2 separate regions of the Sus scrofa genome follow, and region 2 is linked to region 1. Evidence: chromatin contacts called from public Hi-C data. All regions are on one chromosome and are shown on one strand. Each heading gives the region's core, a stretch centred on a gene start, on an enhancer-like site or on the middle of the called end of the contact. The rest is flanking DNA. Distances are from core to core; before and after follow the strand shown. Region 1 has its middle 49 kb from the start of ITPR2. Region 2 overlaps ITPR2 (inositol 1,4,5-trisphosphate receptor type 2).

Region 1 (7,436 bases), core at 3,291-5,790:
CAACATCTGCAAAATCTGAGACCCAGAGAAAGAGTGCAGTTTTCCCAAGTCATAACCAGCTAGTTAATTGCAAAAGGGACAAGAACCCCGGTCTCTTAACTCCCTCCAATTCAGAAAGCTTCCCATTCATCCCCCCACTTTCCATTTGTCATTGTGGTTAAAGCTTTAAATGCCTAGTAAGAGGAGTACACACTGCTAAAGAATAGAAGACTAGGGGGAAAAACCCCATATGTTGATTACATATTTAAATGAAGAGTTGCTTTCGAAAGGACTCAGTCATGTATTCTTAACCTACCCAGGAGCTTGAGAGGCGGGAGCTTTCTGTTTTCAGGACTCATCGGAATGATGAATTCTAACTTTCTTGGGTCGTTAACTCCCAGATGCTACAGTGAAACAAATGGCAGTTTGTCCAGATCCGCATTCCCTGTCGGAAACACTCATGCCTTCCCTCTGGGACCATCACCTGTTCACAGGGAGTTCACCGCCAGACCCCAGCAGATGTGGGAAACCTGCAGGGGTGGTGGTCATTCTCACACTACCCTCGAATTTCCCAAAGGCAGCTTTAAATGTTGCTAGGGCTTTGTCACATTTTCCCCGTAATCATTTCAGGGAACGGGTCTTTTTATATTTGGACGAGATGAAACCCTTCCTTAAGGTCTATGTTCACTCTCCTCATGTGAAAGAATGTTGGAGAAATTACACAGGGTCTAAGATAGCAAGGGAGAAGCCTAAAGGACAGGAAGTGGTTTCTCTGCAGGAGTCTAATAATGAGGTGGGAATGTTTACCTAAAGAAGAGACAGCTAAGTGGTGATGGAAGTGCAGAAAATAATACATTAAGAGATATTGTAAGGTGGGACTATCTCATTAAAAAGCAAAGTGTGGGAGTTCCCATCATGCTCAGCGCTAATGAACTCCACTAGTTTCTATGAGGATGCAGGTTCGATCCCTGGCCACACTCCGTGGGTTAAGGATCTGGCATTGCCGTGAGCAGCAGTACAGTCACAGACATGACTCAGATCCTGCATTGCTGTGGCTGTGGTGCAGTCTGGCAGCTGTAGCTCCAATTCGACCCCTAGACTGGGAACTTCCATATGCTGCACATGCAACCCTAAAAAGCAAAAAAAAATAAAGAAAGAAAGAAAGAAAAAAGAAAAAAAGAAAAGTGTGGAGTTTTCTGGTGGTGCAGCTGTTTTAGGATCAGCTGTTGTTACTGTGTGGTTCAATCCTTGGCCCAGGAATTTCCACATACCTCTGGCACTGCCCCCCTGAAAATGCTGATCTTTAAGGTAACTTCAAATTGGAGGTTCTGATATGTTATGCTGAACTAGAAGTAATAATAAACTGTATAGTTGATAAATTCTAGAATTATGGGATTAGCACTGTAAGAAACTGTCAATGTGTTTTTCGAAGTGGCTGTGCCATTTTGTAACTCCATTAGCAATGTATGAAGGTTCCAGTGTTTCCATATCATTGCCAGCACTTGATATTGTCAACTTTTTAAAAACCATTTTAGACATTATGTGCTTTTTATATCCTATCTAAGAACCCCATGTCTAATCCAAGGTCATAAAGTTTTTCCCCAGGTTTTCATCTAGAAATGTTATAGCTTTAACTCATATTTGTAGATAGAACCTTGATTTTTCAATCTAAAATTAAGTTTGGGGCACAAGCCAAGGGATGGGCTTAGAAATTCTTTGGCAAAAAACAAATAAATAACTTTTTTTTGAAAAAAGTATGGGTAAAAGTTATTAAGGTGAGTAGTATTTTGTTTTTTCAATTTACCAGTAAAACCAATAATCATTTCAGTACTTCTGGATGTTCTGTTTGCAATAAACACAAGCAGGAAATATGGGCAGAAAAGGCTCCCAAAATTCCCTCTGTGGCTCAGTGGTTAACAAACCCGATTAGCATCCATGAGGACAAGAGCTCAATCTCTGGTCTTGCTCAGAGGGTTAAGGATCCAGTGTTGCTGTGGCTGTGGTGTCGGCCAGTAACTATAGCTCAGATTAGGCCCCTAGCCTGGGAACCTCCATATGCCTCGGGTGCGGCCCTAAAAAGCAAAAAAAAAAAAAAAAAAAAGGAAAGACTCCCCAGAATGGTAGGTAGAACCACTGACTTTTTCCTAATGTGTTCATTTATTGAAAAGGATGAGAAGTGAGATTTTGTTGTTGTTGTTGCTTTTTTAGGGCTGCCCCATAGCATATGCAAGTTCCCAGTCTGGGGTCAAACTGGAGCTACAGCTGCCAGCCTACACCACAGCCACAGCAAACCGGGATCCAAGCCGTGTCTGCAACCTACACAACAGCAGAGATGTGAGAATTTAAATAATAGAAAATGTTTTATAAGCAGTACTCACTTCACTGAGAAAGATAAAGTATAGGCCAGTGACTCTCAACAAGAAAGGCACCATAATCTTCTATGAAGACACATCAGAACTACTGGGGAGACTCTTTCAAATTATACCTGCCCCCCCGCCGCACACCTGAGTGCTGAGATTCTGGCAAAAACCCTTCCTTTTCCCATTGAGGGTAATAGATATTAAAAGGGCATATTTTATTGCTCAGATAAGCAGCTGTGGAAAAAGTTGTGCATCACTGCTCTAAGCCCTTTGGGCGCTGCCTACTGAAGGTTCATGGATGGTTTCAAACTGGGTCTTAAAGCATAGGGTTTGGAGAGACAGAGAGGAGGATGAAGATCATTTCAGAGTTGCTCATTGGTTCCGAGGCAGGAAAATGACCAGGAAATGTTTACTTTCCCCTAGACCAGGGAGAGGAGTCTGGAAGGATAGATTAGAGCCAAACTGTGAATAGTAAACTCCATAAACATAGGAGCTTTGTGTATCTTGTTCACTTCTGTATGCCCGCCACCCACCACAGGGCTTTGCACATTGCAGGCCCTCATGAATGTTGAATGAATGAAGTCTTGACTGTCAAATTAAAAATTCAGGACATTCTCTTCCAGCATCTAGACAATGGAGAAAAAAAACGATGATAGTCATGGTGAGCTTAGCGTTCCAGCAAGAGATCAAGACAAAGCTGTGGACATGAGAAGCCGAGGTATGGAGAGAAGGCAAAAGTCAAGAACCAACCTCCTGGAAACATTCAAAAAGAGGGCGAGGCTAAAGAAAATAAGAGAGAGGAGCTGCTGGATAATAAAAACAACAAACCTAAAATATCACTTTAGGGGTTCCTGCTGAGGTTCAGCAGGTTAAGAACCCAACTAGTATCAATGAAGATGTGGGTTCGATCTCTGGCCTCCCTCAGTGGGTTAAGGATCCAGCATTGCCGCAGAGTGCAGTGGAGTTCACAGATGCAGCTGCTGGATCTGGCATTGCTGTGGCTGAGGTGCAGGCTCAGATTTAACCCCTGGCCCAGGAACTTCCACATGCCACAGGTTTGGCCATAAAAAGAAAAAAAGAAAAATATATCACTTCATAATTAACAGACTTTTCCATATGCACAATAACAGGTAAGACAGTGATTGTTTCTCCCATTATACATAGACCTCAAAGGGGAACAGTAATAATAAAACACTAACAACATAGAGCTAAGAAGTGAACCAAGCTAATCACAGAAACTAAGACTAATGTCAAGAATAAGGTAGCTTAGTGGGTTAAGGATCTGGTGTCGTCGCTGCTGTGGCTTGAGTCACTGCTTTTGCTCATGTTCCATCCCTGGTGAGAACTTCCACATGCCCCAGGCATGGCCAAAAAAAAAAAAAAAAAGGGGGTGAATAAATCTGGACAATCAGGAAACAAAGTACTTTGAGCAGGGAAGGTTTTATGTAAAGAATTATTAGCTAGGACAGAAGAGTAACTTTTAAAAAAGGACTCTAAATTGTACCTACAACTGCTTAAGAGTGCCTAAGAGAGAGAAAACTCGGAAGAGGGTTTAGACCTCCTTAGGGAAAAGGACCATTGCCACCCACAGGATGGCAAGGAATTTTTCTGGGTTGCTTAAGCCAGAGCTGGTCCAGGAGGAAACAACCTTCCAGGATATAGATGTGCCTTGGCTGGTGGGTGGATACACAGAGAGGCTCTGGAACACACCAGTGTCCAGGCAGTAGGATCACGGTTAGTGGTCAGCTGGGCCTGGGCCGGGCTGCAAGGTCACCAAGGGACAGTGTGTGGCTGTTGCAGAGGACACCTGATGTCTGCTTCCACACACAACCTTGCTGAGCCTTCCTTCCAGCAGCAGGCAGCCAGACCAAAAACCTCGCAGGGAAACCAGCTTTTCCGTCTCCCTGCAGCGTCTCTCTGGTGCCCTCTACTGGCCAAGCCTAACCTCGTGCTCACGGTGCAGAAGAAAGGCTCGAGCCCTCAGTCCGTTGAGAGCTGAAAAGGAATTCATTGTAACTAGTACCCTGAGTGGCTGTACCTGTCTGGGCTGTTCTGTAACAAGTTCTAGAAACCAGAAAAGGCTAGTCTTGGGGTTCTGCAAGAAGATTGGGGTGGAGTGGAGATCTGAAGGAGTAGAGATAGGGAGTGGCAGGTTAACACAGCAGCTCTAGAGGAAAGGGAGTTTATGTCCCAGCATGTCCATGTAAAAACCCGGAAGACAGTAAAAGGATCTGGTAAGCTGAGCCCGGGTCTCTTCCCCAAACCTGGATTTTCCCCACTGCAGGAGGAACTGAGGATTATGACTGACCAGGCCAGAGTCATTTGCTCACGTCTTTGGCCCAGAAGATGGGTGACTGGTTGGGAGCTACATCAGTTTGTAACAGAGCAGGGCCCCATGGGGTTCCTGGGCACAAAAACCTTTCTATGCCCCCCATTTCTTTCTTTCTTTCTTTTCTTTTCTTTTTTTTTTTTTTTTTTTTTTTTTTTGGTCTTTTTAGAGCCATACCCACGGCATATGGAGGTTCCCAGGCTAGGGGTCAAATCGGAGCTGTAGCTGCCGGCCTACACCACAGCCACAGCAACCTGGAATCTGAGCCGTGTCTTCCACCTACACCACAGCTCACGGCAACGCCGGATCCTTAACCCACTGAGCAAGGCCAGGGATCAAACCCACAACCTCATGGTTCCTGGTCGGATTCGTTTCCACTGCACCACGACGGGAACTCCCCCCAACCCCATTTCTTACTTTTAGGAAATAGACCTCATTCAGCCTCCATGGCCTTCCCTAAGTTCCAAGGGGCAGATTCAGACAATTGCTGATCAGGGAAGGAAGGGGATGCAGAGACAACGGTCAAAAAACCATAGTACAGTCTTTGGGCAGGATCCTGGTTCCCTCTCAAGGGGCACACAGAATGATGTCGGCATCTTATACACCTAAGAGAGAAGTGATATTCCTTATGCTTATATTAAAAGTAAATACTTTAACACTGAACAGCTTAGAGTCCTTCCTTGTCCTTCTCCTGGTCTTAATTGCACCCTAAACACGATCACCTGTAAGCTAAAGATTAGGCACCATGAGCACAATTGCCTGTGGGTTTACATGATGTTTTTCAGGAACTTTCCTACTTTGTTCTAATCTCTGATCAATACACCCTTTTCACAAGTCCTGTTATTCTAGTCAGTGACCCAGAAGACCACCACCAAGAACATGTGGAGATCTGATGCCAGCTTTGATGACCAAGATTTACCCAAAGAAAGAAGAATGCATGTTTGCCCCAATCCTAATTCTTATCTGAAAGCCTGTTTTTCTCCTTTTTACTATAAAACTTCCCACAAATCTTTCCAGTGGAGCAGTGGAGGGCAGAGTCTTCTTCTTCTTTTTTTTTTTTTTTTGTCTTTTTTGCCATTTATTGGGCCGCTCTCGCGGCACATGGAGTTCCCAGACTAGGGGTCTAATCGGAGCTGTTGCCACCGGCCTACGCCAGAGCCACAGCAATGCAGGATCCAAGCCGCGTCTGCGACCTACCGCACAGCTCACGGCAACGCCGGATCGTTAACCCACTGAGTAAGGCCAGGGATCGAACCCGCAACCTCATGGTTCCTAGTCGGATTTGTTAACCACTGTGCCATGACGGGAACTCCGACACAGTCTTTAAGGCGTTAGCCTGCTGTGGCCGCCTTTGCCTGGCAAAGAGATAAAAGCTATCATGTTCTCCTTCACCCCAAACTCTGTCTCTGCCTTTCTATTTGGCACTGGTGGACAGAGGCCAAATTTCAGCAACAAGTTGAGGTAGGCGAGGGAAATTTTCCCAAAAATCAAGGTCATTATGACTCAAAGAGGGACAGGGTTGCTGAGAAACCTCTGATGTCTCTTACAGGGGCATCAATGAAAATGGAAATAAGGCTGTTTCTTTTTCTTTCTTTTTTTGTTCTCGTTTTTGTTTTTTGTTTTTGCCTTTTTCTAGGGCCGCACCTGCGGCATATGGAGGTTCCCAGGCTAGGGGTCCCATCAGAGCTTTAGCCACCAGCCTACACCAGAACCACAGCAATTTGGGATCCAAGTCTGCGACCTATACCACAGCTCATGGTAACACTGGATCCTGAACCCACTGAGCGAGGCCAGGGATTGAACCCGCAACCTCATGGTTCCTAGTGGGATTCGTGAACCACTGAGCCATGGGAACTCCAAGGCTGTTTCTGCAGAAGGCTTTTTGTGGTGGTTTTATATTTGTATTTACTGTGTTATTACATAACTCATTGTATTATGAGCCTCATATTACCCTCTAGGTAAAACTGGATGTAGATCACTAAAGGAAGCCGTGCAAGGCAGACTCTATGTCAAACTGCATCAGTGGGCTCCCTCTCCTGCTCACTTAGTGAAGTCACCACAGAGCAGTGATGTTTTGAGACAGAGGGAATTTTTTTTTTTTTTTTTTTTTTGTCTTTTTGTCTGTTGTTGCTGTTGTTGCTGTTGTTGCTATTTCTTGGGCCGCTCCCGCGGCATATGGAGGTTCCCAGGCTAGGGGTTGAATCGGAGCTGTAGCCACCGGCCTACGCCAGAGCCACAGCAACGCGGGATCCGAGCCGCGTCTGCAACCTACACCACATCTCATGGCAACGCTGGATCGTTAACCCACTGAGCAAGGGCAGGGATCGAACCCGCAACCTCATGGTTCCTAGTCGGATTCGTTAACCACTGCGCCACGACGGGAACTCCGGAATTTTTAATTCATTAGTTGAGGGGAATGATATGTGGAAATAAAAGGATTCTAAACCTTAAATATTGCTCTGCACAGAGATACCAATCAGTTGAGCTCAGATGTTGTAGCTTTTGTTGTTCAGCACTTGAGGTTCAGTAAGGTGCTATCCAGTTACCCGAGTGGAGCTAACTGTACAGAAGCCATGGGTACCAGTGAGAAATGCCGGGGAGCGGACACTGCCAGCATCCACCTGTCCCTGAACTGGATCAGAAGAGTCCCAGCGATACCACATCTTGTGCTGGTGCTGTCGTCTGTCTCTACACATAGGCTGGCCGTGACAACTCACTCTTCATGTGAGGTGATCCGAGTTCTTCATGGCATTCCAGACACAGTTGCT
Region 2 (7,436 bases), core at 2,911-5,410, 84 kb before region 1:
CCATCAACTGGGTCACCATGCTGTACAGTAGAAAGAAAAAATTGTATTGGGGAAATAACAATTAAAAAAATAATAAATAAATAAGTTTTGTTTGGTTTTTGTCTTTTTAGGGCTGCATCCACAGCAGATGGAGGTTCCTAGGCTAGGGGTCAAATCAATCTACATCACAGCCACAGCAACATGGGATCCAAGCCATGTCTGCGACCTACACCACAGCTCACGGCAACTCCAGATCCTTAACCCACTGAGCAAGGCCAGGGATCAAACCCATGTCCTCACAGGTAATAGTTGGGTTCATTAAGCACTGAGCCATGATGGGAACTCTTGATGTTAAAAGCTAAATAGGATTTTAATGGTAATTGTGAGCACAACTTTCATAGTCTCTGCAAAGCCTACTTTTGAATACCTCTAGGGCCAGAGTATTCACCCCTTACCATCTTTCTGACAGTAAAATGTTAGAAATGTGTTTTATGTGTGGTTTTCCCGTCATAGTACTTATCATATTTTCTTATAACTGCTTGGTTAATTGTCTAATGTTCCAATAAGCCTTAACTCCATGAAGTCAAGACCTGAACCCATCTTGTTTACTATTATATCCTTGGCATCTGCTGGAATGAATCTGATAGTAGACACTAAATAAATATTTGTTAAATAAGTAAATGAGTCAATGAATAAATGAGACTTGCTTCCCAAATAATTTTCCCTTTTTGGTCCCAGTTCTTTCCTCTGGAACTACATGGACTAAGTTTTCTTTTTCTTTGATGAACAAAACTATTTCTCTCCAGTTCTTCCTCATATGGATATTTACTAAGGTCCTTTCATACACCCAAGTGTCAACATCCCCCTCCAATGTGACCCTAGGGACCATCCACATGAGGTCAGATGTGCCACCAATAAGTACCAGAGACAGGGGACTCTTACCTCCTTCTTTCTGATACTAAGCTTACACTTAACGCATCCTAAGATTATAGCAGCTTCCAAGGCAGTCAAGCCTACCTCTGACTTTCATTGGGCTTTTACAGCTAAACAATCCTAGGTCCTTTTCAAGTGTCCTACAGATGAGTCAGGCTTTCCCATTCAACATGGGGGCAGTTAATTTTACAACCTAAGAACAAGAATTTATAATTGAATAGGGACAAATAAAAAGATCACCCTTTGGCCTATGAGCAGAAATCATCTAAAAACCATCTATTCTGTCCCTAAGTCATTTAAAGATTCTCTCATGATTACTGCCCATTTTTCTCACTCATAGACAGTGTTTCCCAAATTTGGCTCATTGACTGAACAATATACATGAGGTAAAAATAACAAAAACAACAACAACAATGTTTCTTTGGTCCAGAGCTAACAAACCAAAATTTCTAGGGATGAGATCTAAGAATTTGTATTTTTTTTTTAATTTTAAAAGTTGTATTTTATTGCCTTTTATGATATTGTCCAGTTTTGCATCTAAGTTAGCAATCTTATTCAAATAGCCCTCTATTAAAAATGTTTTTTTCTTCAATGATTTTTGCTTTTTTCCATTATAGTTGGTTTACAGTGTTCTGTCAGTTTCTACTGTATAGCAAAGTGATCCAACCACACACCACACACACACACATTCTTTTTCTCACATTATCCTCCATCATGCTCCATCACAAGTGACTAGATATAGTTCCCAGTGCTATACAGCAGGATCTCATTGCTTAACCATTCCAAAGGCAATTGCTTTCATCTGTTAAGCCCAGATTCCCAGTCCATCCCACTCCCACTCCCTTCCCCCCGCCTCGGGCTCTCTAATATTTCTTGAATGGATTAGGAGTACCCACACTCCCACAGTACATGAGGCTATCCACTCTCAAGAGAATTTCTCACACTCCATCAAGTTTCTTATTTATGCATATTTCACTAGCACTATAAAATATATATCCCGAGAGAGTCAGCCCATTTCTGTTCTGCTCAATAGTCCAAATCTAAGTGTCAGTCCTCAAATAGGAAGATGCTGAATGATTATTAATTGAGTGAATAACTGAGTCACTTTTGGGATAACAGTAAAGCAATAGTAATATGTTGATAGGTCACATAAACCATAAAAAAAATTGCTGAAACTAACAAATGGTTACCTAAAAGCAGATGGAAGAAAGGATAGGATGTGTCTCAGAAAATTATCAAAAATGTCAAAACCTTCTTAGGGCCAAGACAGCCTACTCTAAATACTATCTTATATAGCATCTTCCAACCCAATATATCAGAGCACTTTTTAATGGGCTACATTTATTTTCTCCTGTCTGAATCAGCAAGTATGCCAAACAAGCAATTTATAGCAACAACCTAAATAAATTTCACAATCCGCCACTTAATCTCAATGAACATAAAATCTGTTATCCTTCATACCTATCTTCTCGTCATAAGGTCACAACTATAGGTTATCTGTTCATTGTAATTAATAAAAAAAATCATTCAACCATTAGACCTCCCAGAGTTCCCACTGTGGCATAGCAGATTAAGGATTCCATGTGGCTGCAGCTGGGGCATAGGTCGCAGCTGCAGCTCAGGTCGCAGCTGCAGCTCAGATTCAATCCTTGGCCCAGGAACTAACATAGGCCACTGATGCAGCCAAAACAAAAAAACAAACAATTAGACCTTCCAAAGTATCTATAAAGAGACTTCATTAGCTGCTTTGAATGATTTTATAGATAAATGTGAATCAAAAATATATGTGAATCAAATTTTAACTGGAGAGATTTGCCTCCTTGACAAATCTTGCACATGTGCATCTGGAGATACATACCACAGTGTTTGAGGCAGCACTGTTCATGATAGCAAGCTCCAGAAAAACCCAGAAGTCCATCAGTAAGAGTAGCATGGACAAATAAATTATGACAAATGAATAATTTCATACAAAACATAACTTTTTAAAAGTGAATAAATTGCAACAACATTGAAAATCTCAAAGACCTAAAGTTGAGCTAAAAACAAGCAAGTCCCAAGTGTTAAGATAATTCCATTTATACTGAAGGCATGACTAGGCAAAACTAAATACCATATATTGTAAGAATACGCATGGATGGCAAATAAATTATTATATAAAAATACATGGCTACCAGGTTTTTAAATAGCTTTCCAAAAGAAAGCAAATTACCCTTTGGTCTCTCGTCCCTTATTAGTCTACCAACCGCAAAGAAAATGCCACAAAAATAGGTAAAATAGGGAATTATGTCATGGCTCAGCAGTAATGAACCCAACTAGGATCCATGAGGATGCAGGTTTGATGCCTGGCCTCGCTCAGTGGGTTAAGGATCCGGCATTGCCACGAGCCGTGGTGTAGGTCACAGACGTGGCTCAGACCTTGCATTGCTGCGGCTATAGTGTAGGCCGGCAGCTGTAGCTCTGATTTGACCCCTAGTCTAAGAACTTCCATATACCACAGGTGTGGCCCTAAAGAGACAAAAAAAAAAAAAGTAAAATAAGTTAGTCATATATTTTTCCTGATGAAGCCATAAATGGTATTTCTACCTTGAATACTTTTGAAAATGTGTTATTTTCTGATATTCACCTACCACCTATATGTGATATTTGTACAATTAAGTGGCATAGTTCATTTCTAAAACAATGACTATAAAGCTATTTAAACAAAATGAATTTGAGGGGAAAGAGAAGGTGGGAGTCCACAATGGACACTATTAAAAACTATTAGCAAGAAAGGGGGCTGATATTGTGGCTAGATTCATAAGTATGGCAGAGCTGCCTTTATTTTACTTATTTATTTTTTGGCTTTTTTCTTTTTTTTTTAGGACTGTACCCATGGCATATGGAGGTTCCCAGGCTAGGGGTCTAAACGGAGCTCCAGCTGCAGGCCTACACTACAGCCACAGCAATGCCAGATCCGAGCCGTGTCTGTGACCTACACCACAGCTCATGGCAACGCCAGATCCTTAACCCACTGAGCGAGGCCAGGCATCAAACCCACAACCTCATGGTTCCTAGTCGGATTCGTTTCCACTGCGCCATGACAGGAACTCCAGAACTGCCTTTAAAGCACTTTCAGAACTCTGTCAAAAATAACTTTATCCCTAACTCTGGGATTTTCACTGCACTGGCCATATTTCTCCCTGAGCTGCAATTTTCTGACTTCTTAGCAAAACGGTCCCTCCACCCCACACAATGCACCAGCCACCTTCACCACAGCCCCCACAGCCCTGGCGCATCAGTCAACCCCTTCCCTCACCTTCACTTGGAAGGAGTACTAGAACAGAATCTTAAAAATTGAGCTCTAATCCTTGTTCTGCCACTCTATAACCAGCTGTGTTTACGTTAGCCACTTAACCTCTCTGTGCCTCACTTTCTAAATGGGACAGCTGTGATCTCACAAATTCCTTCTATTTCTGTGGTTTTCTCATTTCTCTGATTTTGTTTTGTAATTAAAGCTGGCTTGGGCTAGCTTTCAGTAGCCAGCTCCGACTTTATAGTATTTTATACACTGTAGTTGGAAGGTTTAACTGTTTAGAATCAGTTCTTTTCAGTTTATGTGTTATTTCATCATTCCAAAAAAAATACTAGTTTGTGATTTTTGTTCCATTCATTTACCATTGTCTTAGAACACAGTATTTTAACATCTTAAGGTCTTATCCATCAGAAATATGAACTTTTTTTTTTTTTTTTTTTTTTTTTTTTTGCTTACCAATACTCAAGTTGCCTAAGTAGGATGCCAACCTCAAGGCCTGCAGGTTCTTGTTGGTAAAGCCAATTAATCTGTCTCATAATTCGGAGTAACTTAACAAGAAATACTAGGTTCTAGAAATGTCTGGTTCTATACCTTAGATCTGATACGTCCTGTGAATACACCCCTACACAGGGCCTTAAACATTTCTAATCACACAAAGAGGGAAGTAATTTCATTGCAAGACTTCTGCCAAAAAGTGTTCTGACTTATAAATGCAAAACAGATGCAACATAGAAAATTCACTCATAGCTGTACTCATATTTTGCCTATGATGACAAGTTAAGTTAAATTCACTTTTGCCATTTGAAATGTGAGGTTTTTAAAAGTGAAACCAATCATGTTTAACTTTATCTTCTCTTTTCAGATTTCTTATTTCAATAACATTTTTACTAACACAAACATTTTAAGCTTTACTACTAAAAGCACACTTAGGAGTTCCTTTGTGGTGCACAGGGTTAAGGATCCAGCTTTGTCACTGCAGCGGCTTGGGTTGCTTCTGTGGCAAGGTTCGGCCCCTGACCCAGGAACTTCCACATGCTGCAGGCATTGCCAAACAAAACAAAACAAAACAAAACCCATTTAATTCCATGTGTAACTTTTACAATCATGCACAAGTTTGTTGCTGATAATATTTCTAAAATCGTTTCCTTCCAAAGTTAAAATTGTGCTTACTCTTAGGTATTTAAAATGTTTCCAGTTGTTCTTCCATGAAAGATAAAATTAATCTAAACCGCATAGAAATTACAGCATAAACACTCAATTTTGAAGTACTACTACTTGGAAACTACTACAAACACTAAATGAATCCTTATGCTTAAATTATTTGATCAGTACTATCGCCTAGACCAAAGGATTCAAAAACTTTTTGAAAAAATAGGTATCATGAGACTCACAAAGGGAATGATGTTGTTCACATACTAACTTTTTTTTTTTTTTTAATCTTTTTGCCTGTTCTAGGGCTGCTCCCGCGGTACATGGAGGTTCCCAGGCTATGGGTCCAACTGGAGCTGTAGCCACCGGCCTACGCCAGAGCCACAGCAATGCAAGATCCAAGCCACATCTGGGACCTATGCCACAGCTCACAGCAACGCCGGATCCTCAACCCACTGAGCAAGGGCAGGGATTGAACCCGCAACCTCATGGTTCCTAGTTGGATTCGTTAACCACTGCGCCACAACGGGAACTCTGATCACATACTAACTTTTTTAGAAATCAGGGCAAGAAGCCATGATTTTGTGAAACAATTATATTCAGAAAAAGGATGCCGGTGAAACTAGGGGGTGGGAGAGGGGGAACTAAAAGAGTTACACATCGCCTTTCAAAGAGAAGCATGTATATCTGACCATGACTTCAGAGACAATTTGCCTGTATGTTTTGAAAACTTAAAGTCTTAATCCAGCCAAAGAAAGCAATCTGACTTTTTCTTTTCAGATTTTCCTTCTCCATCTAATAACTTCCTTTCCTTGATCCTCTATAACCTGCCGGCACAATCTCTCTGAATCCAATACAATTGCAAGTCAGTATGTGCAGCATTTTGTTCCAGCTTGTCCATTACTGTTCTCACAAAAGCCAAAGCATTTGCCAAGTGCCTTTCTCAGGATATGAATGGGCATCTACCAGTCGAGATCAATTATTTGTGATGGCAAAGGTGACCTTTACTATTATCAGTTCTCAATCATCAATAAGGAACAGCCCCTGTGTCCATCAACCGGCACTGGTTAGTGCCCTGCAGTATTTCCACACAGTGGATGGATACTTAAAAAAAATATGAGCAGGCTCTCTATGACTGATATGGAGAGATCCCCAGAATATACTGCAGGGTGAAAACGGCAAGTTACAAAAGTAAGTTTAGTAGCGAAGGGGAAAAGAAAATCTATGACTATTTATGCATCTCTGGAGAATACAAAAGACTGAATCATCAGTGGCTTGTGCAGAGGCGAACTGGGTGGTTGGGATAGAGGAGTGAGAGGGAGGACTTCATGGAACATCCTCTTGCACTTTTTGAAGCTGAAACTATGAGAATGGATTACCTATTCAAAATAAAAAATAAGTGTATGTGATATTTCTCAAACATCTGCAGAAAGCTAGAAAATCACTGGCACTGTACAAGGAACTTACTAGGCAAAGTTCAAGGCCAGATGTTTACTACTACCATACTGTCACTCTTATCTGAGATTTTGCCACCTGGTTGGCACCAACTTAAAAGTGTTCTCAGCGAAAAGGCTATAAAATGGGGAATTTACCTAGTGACACTTTCTTATTGCTGCTCCTCTCCCACCCCAGGTTTCTACCTGCTTTTGGTCACTCTCTCACACTTTCTTACATTTCATCCAGAGTTTATACTAGTTATACTGAAGATTAAATTCAAGAAATATGCAAGTTTCTGTTGTGGCTCAGTGGTAACAAACCCAATTAGTATCTATGAGGGCACAGGTTCAATCCCTGGCCTCACTCAGTGGGTTAAGGATGTGGCGTTGCCATGAGCTGCAGTGTAGGTCACAGATGCAGCTCAGATCTGATGTTGCTGTGGCATAGGCCAGCAGCTGCAGCTCTGATTCCACTCCTAGTATGGGAGCATCCATATGCAGGTGCAGCCCTAAAAAAAAAAAAAAAAAAAAAAATCAAGAAGTATGAGCTCAAATATTCTTAAAATTACTATTAAGACAGTGCAATAAACTGCTTATGCATGCATAAGCAAAAAAGAATAACAAATGGATGTTAGTTACTGACTAAA

The links. Hi-C and Micro-C count contacts between places; a contact is called where the count stands out from the background.
Region 2: a contact with region 1 is called in a Hi-C map of retroperitoneal adipose tissue, with 2.7 times the contacts expected there. The contact joins two enhancer-like sites. A contact is called at or near these places in 1 of 5 promoter capture datasets (liver) and 19 of 47 Hi-C or Micro-C datasets (alveolar macrophages, blood, embryonic fibroblasts and 11 more).

The regions. Positions count from the first base shown.
Region 1 is chr5:46,883,430-46,890,865 of Sscrofa11.1, reverse strand. No RefSeq gene overlaps it. Among named protein-coding and RNA genes, the nearest start is that of ITPR2, 49 kb to the left of the region's middle. Within about 2 kb of position 4,540, at least 16 of the 83 cell types and tissues checked have an H3K27ac peak or open chromatin away from gene starts, as enhancers often do. A contact at or near this core is called in retroperitoneal adipose tissue, where this site is marked.
Region 2 is chr5:46,967,360-46,974,795 of Sscrofa11.1, reverse strand. The region is part of intron 1 of ITPR2 (inositol 1,4,5-trisphosphate receptor type 2); the gene reads right to left. Among named protein-coding and RNA genes, the nearest start is that of ITPR2, 35 kb to the right of the region's middle. Within about 2 kb of position 4,160, at least 2 of the 83 cell types and tissues checked have an H3K27ac peak or open chromatin away from gene starts, as enhancers often do. A contact at or near this core is called in retroperitoneal adipose tissue, where this site is marked.